2 separate regions of the Anser cygnoides genome follow, and region 2 is linked to region 1. Evidence: chromatin contacts called from public Hi-C data. All regions are on one chromosome and are shown on one strand. The core of a region is the stretch at or near the end of the contact, and the rest is flanking DNA. Distances in the headings are between cores, read along the strand shown. Region 1 holds the start of SLC25A22 (solute carrier family 25 member 22). Region 2 overlaps PHRF1 (PHD and ring finger domains 1).

Region 1 (2,506 bases), core at 6-2,505:
CCGCCAGGGGCTAACAGACCCAGATAAAATGCTTCCAGCCCATACGTGGCTTAAACATTAATAAAACTAATTGGTGAGAAATGAAAGCCTAAGCAAAGCTCAGATCAGTTTGTTAATTATAAAACAACACAGGCAAAGCCTGGCGGTGTCCAGGCAGGGGTTTTAAACTCTTGACACGGCCCCGACAGTGAAGTGGTGTACAATTCCCGGTGAAGGACCCGAAGGGAACGTGGACGGGGCAGTCAGCTTGCAGGGGCTGCGCTCAGTTTGTCTGCTGTTGGCCAGGCAAAAATGCTACAGAGCAGCACACAACCATCGGACGGCTCTGTTACGGGACAGGTGGTAGCTCTGGTGTTTTGAGGCCTGGCTGGTCCAGCCATGACCCTACAGAGCTTGCTAGGAGGGAGCACAGAAGCTACCCTGCCAGTAGATAAGTTTTCCTGCTGATCAGTACCGTACGGTTTCTCTTCATGCCCATACTTGACCGTGTTATGCTGCTCTTAAAAGGGAAAGAAAATCCGAGTCCCCTCAAATGCACCGTTTTCCCCCAAAAGGAGGATCACAGCAGCTTTCACTGGGAAAGGTATGGGGCAGAGCCCCAGCCCAGAGCTGCCTTGAGGTGAGCCTGTCATCCTCATTAGTTGTACGTTGTTCAGATAAAGCAAACATCCTTTGGTACAGATGTGTGTCCATGTTCTGAACTCCGCAGAAATAAATTTTGTGTTCTTAAAGCACACAATTTCTTCTTATTTTCCCGTAAATCTCTGTGGCCTGAAAACCCATGGGGAGAGTCTGACGCTCGCTCCAGACCTCAGCTCCCTTGAAGAAGCTCTGTGCCTGGGAAATGTAGCAGCCAGGCAGGCATCGTGAAGGTGGAAAACTTTGCCTCTACCCTTCCTGCCTCGCAGTAGGCCTGTGTCTTCGACCCGTGCTGGTGGTTGCTTAGGGAAGGCGGGATAGGATCCTTCTGCACGATTTGCTCATTGAACACCGGAGCAGCTCTTGCCTTTTCCAGGTAGGAGACAGTGGAAGTGGGAAATGTGCAAAGGGTAGCAGGGATGCTCGGAGAAGAACATCACGGAGCATTTTTCATTCTCTTGGGAAGGAATGAAGACTGAGTAGGTGGTTGCCATCCGCTCTTTCACGACTAGGTGGCAGCAAATGAAATAGTCCAACAGCACCTGCCAAAAGAGCCCAAAGGAAGTACTTTTTCTCCCCCCGCTGTGCATAGTTCTACAGCTGACTCATTGCTGTGAAATGTTTGAGGTCAAACTATAAATGTTGCGTTCGGAAAGTAATTGGGTAAATTGGTGGGAAAACGATCTGCTGCAAGCCAAGTGAACGCAGAGAGCCGAGCGCCTTCCCGAGCCTTTCTCAGGCAGGAGGTGAGTAAGACAGCAACAATGGGGCACGTGGAAGGCTGGAGCGGGCAGAGGGAGCGGATCAGGCATCCCTGCTTGCTTTCTCTGGAAAGGCCAGAGGGTTGCTGCGAGTCTCGCTTCGGCTTCTGCTGGAGCCTCCCCGTGGACACGGGGAGACCCCGGGCAGAGGTGGCTGCTGCCTTCACCCCTCCTCGGAGCCGGGAGGATTTCGGTGGTGACCCGTAACAACCAGGCAGCACCATCCAAAGGCAGAGCAGACGCAGGATTCCCACCATTAAACTTGGACACATCTGCTCTGCCTTGATTTTACTGAAGGTCTCTGCAGAGAGCTGCAGCCGGAGGCGTCTTCCAGCACTGGCCGTGAGCAGGAGGTGAGGACACGCAGCGCTCCGGGGGGCCCCTGGGCAGGTCCCAGCTGCTCCAGCTCTGCCAGCTCTCTGCCATGGGCCAGACCCAGTCTTCTGGAAGTGCTGAGCAACACCAGGTTTAGGCACAGCAGCTCTGCGTGTTCAGGAGAGAGCAGGGCTCGTGCAGGGTGTGGCTGCAGCCCCTCTGGAAGGTCCTGTCTCCCCACTGATGAACCTGGCTGATTAGGCTTCTGGTTATGCTTTGCTCTTCTGATAAAGGGAAGCTTTAGACTGCAGCGAGGAGGACAGGCGAGCTGGCTGAGGGGCGTTGTAACAGGACGGCCGGGGGAGGATGTGAGCTTAGGTACGGGTCTTCTCCTTGCTGCTGCTTTTAGCAGGCTCACCCTCCCCCTGAAAGCAGTAACACCTAGCCAGAAGAGGGACAAATGTTTTGGCATCTCTTCCCTCCGAGTTGGAGAAAAAGGCAATCCTCGTGATTCTCAGCTTCTCCCCGAGGACGGAGCTGAGATCAAGCAGGTGCTATGACGCTGGTTGGAGCTGCTCCCTCCCAGCGCCGCTTCCCACGCAGGTCGCTGGCCTCTGGGGCTGAGCATGTCCTTCAGCTGCTGCAGGGCAAGGAGCAGGCGGCTGGAGAAGATCCTGGTGAGGCTCTGATCCTGCTGCGCTGAGAGAAGCGAGAAGACGCTGTCAAAAATCCATTACGACAGATGATTTGGTCACAGCCCAGGCAGAGAAAAGAAGATCCCGCTGCTTAAA
Region 2 (2,506 bases), core at 3-2,502, 69 kb after region 1:
GATTAACAGCAGGATACAGTCCTACCTCTCCATAGGACTGCCATGAGAACTGATGCTCATTTCAAAACTGAAGAAGAGAGGAGAGCACTGGGCATTTGGGGTTTCAACATTTTGGCTTTCTGAAAGCGACTTTCAAACATTCAAGCAAGAAAGTTTCAGAACTGTAAGGATAAATTAGCTGCTTTAACCCCTCTCAGAGAGGGTACAGAGAAAGTTATAAAATCTAGCTTTTATAAAAGTCATTAAAAACTTTAAAATTTCAAATAAGCAGCTTATTAATATATTGTTTCTAATTTCTACAGAATGGGTAATGCCTTAATTAACAGGACTGTGGCCTGCATGTGCAATTCCAGTTACGCATTTGCTACTTGAGAGCATTTACTCACTTCCTCATTCTTTGTTTTATCCACTGGAGGTTTCTGTACTTTGATCTTTTCTTCTGCATTTCCAACAGAAGCAGCTTGAATTCCCGGTTCAGAGGCAGTAGCCAGGCTGCCCGGCTCTGGAGTCAGGCTCTGTCCTGCCACGCAGCCAAGCGCTGGCAGGCTGCCCTGCATGATGAACTGAACCGTGGGCTGGCTGACAGGCGCGTAGGGGGGGAGGCTCGAGGGCAGAGGTGGCGTCAAAGGTAGGTTTTGACAGAACACCTGTGAAAAAGAGACCGTTTTGTAAATGCCTGTCCTCAAAAGAGCGAGCATCAGATCGGTACTTTCAGAGCAATTTTTATCCACTGAAACAGGCAAGTCATTAGTAGTGTAAATCAGGGAGGCTGCAGTCCGCCCCTCAGCTAGGTCTCTGCGCGCCAGGAACCAGCAGGAGCCCCACACAGCATTTCACTGGTGGGCAGCACACAGGCAAGGACTGATGGCACAGACCAATGCCAACAGGCCATTTTATTTTTTATTTTTTGCACAGCCTGATTGCAATCAGCGAGATGCTCAGAGCTTTTCAAGCAACACGGTTGTTCATCAGGGAAGTGCTGAAAATGGAAGCTGCACACACAGTGCAGAATGAAAGGGAGATGTGCTTCTTCAGCTGTAAGAATCACCCGAAAGATTAAATGATTAGAGGATTGCTGAGGCGTATGGGCTTTATGAAATGCACTACACGCAGAGGAAGGCGAGCTCTGCCATGAGGGGAGGGTGTTGTACAACAAGGGCACAGATGAGGTGGGATGCCTTCCATGACACTGGGCTGTCAGAATAGGAACCAACCTGAGAGGAATCTAGATCAGGAAACATAGGCTCGGGAATCATATAATTGGTTGGAGGAGGCTCATTTAACTGCACCTGATTTAATGTTTGGTTCAAGTCCTCTGCCTTCCAGGCCCCTTCTTTTGCTCGCTGAAGTTTGTAAAACGGCATCCCTAGGTTCCCCAAGAGAAGGAAAAAAAATTTGAGAACAAAATAAACCTTGTGGGTCAAAAATTCAAAGCAGTTATACATAAAAAACCAACAGTGAAGATGGTCCTAACAACAAGGCTGGCTATTAAAGGACTTTGTTTAGCAATCATCAACATTTTAAAGCTGATAAGAGAGGGCTTATCATCCACTTGTGCAATTGTTTTTTAGTGGGTTTCTGTGAGAGGAACCAATGAGAACCACACAACTGTCAATACACATAGCACAGGGCACCTGAGTCGAGCTGTTCCGAGCAGCTTTGGCTTAGCAGAGCTCACAGGAGCAAGCTGTAAAGACGTGCAGCACTGCTTGGTTTTGAATAATCTTAAATTCTGAAGGATAAATCATTCTAGTTAAACGCAGGAAGCACGGAACGCAGACTGTCAGTTCAGAGATCAGGTTGCAGTATGTGCTTCACAGCCAAACAGGTTGCCACCGGCTAGCCGAGCTGCTGAAGTGACAGCAACGATTCATTAACGTGATTCACCTCGTGTTCTTGGCAGGTGCAAGACGCAGGCATTCAGGATTGGGAACCACAGTATCACCCCAGCTCAGATGACAGAGCTATTACACTTACAACTTAAGCCGGGCACCTAAACCCTAAGCCTTACGCAGCCTGCTCCAACTGCTGCTTGTTTTCCCAAAGAGACTTACGTGGAGCTTTTCCAGCAGACAACACACCACTCTCTTCCTCTTGAAGATTCCAGGTCACTCTTTTCACCGGTGCTTTAGATTTCAACATGGGACCCTGAGGTACCACCTCCAGTTCAGGTTTAGTGAAATCACTGGTTTTCTCCGTTGACACAAGGCACTCATCTTTAACCTCTCTCACACAATCTGTTATTTTGCTCTTGGATGAGCTTTGAATTGGCTCAGCCTCAGGCTGAGCTTGCACAATAACCTCTTTCTTCGGAGGTGGCTCCATCAGAGGCGGACACAACGCAGTATTTTCTATTTTAACTGTAATCTCCAGGTTCGTATTGCTACAGCTACCAAGTAATGCTGGATCACTGTTGGTCGTTAATTCAGTTTCAGCCAAAGAATCCATGCTGCCAATTGGAACACAGCTGTTTGTGATCTCTGGCACAAGGAATGCGGCTTCGCTT

Evidence for each region. A called contact is a pair of places that touch in the nucleus more often than the background predicts.
Region 2: a contact with region 1 is called in a Hi-C map of liver, with 2.6 times the contacts expected there. The contact joins the enhancer-like site here to the promoter of SLC25A22 in region 1. A contact is called at or near these places in 2 of 7 Hi-C or Micro-C datasets (both in liver).

The regions. Positions count from the first base shown.
Region 1 is chr5:20,482,879-20,485,384 of Taihu_goose_T2T_genome, forward strand. SLC25A22 (solute carrier family 25 member 22) reads left to right here and starts at 1,256. Exons shown (of 10, transcript XM_048058588.2): 1 at 1,256-1,385. It overlaps LOC136790931 (a long non-coding RNA gene), which reads right to left and starts at 1,130. Exons shown (of 3, transcript XR_010831836.1): 1 at 1-1,130.
Region 2 is chr5:20,552,084-20,554,589 of Taihu_goose_T2T_genome, forward strand. It overlaps PHRF1 (PHD and ring finger domains 1), which reads right to left. Exons shown (of 18, transcript XM_066997971.1): 14 at 2,055-2,506; 15 at 1,215-1,366; 16 at 387-647. Among named protein-coding and RNA genes, the nearest start is that of IRF7, 19 kb to the left of the region's middle. Within about 2 kb of position 1,253, at least 3 of the 3 cell types and tissues checked have open chromatin away from gene starts, as enhancers often do. A contact at or near this core is called in liver, where this site is marked.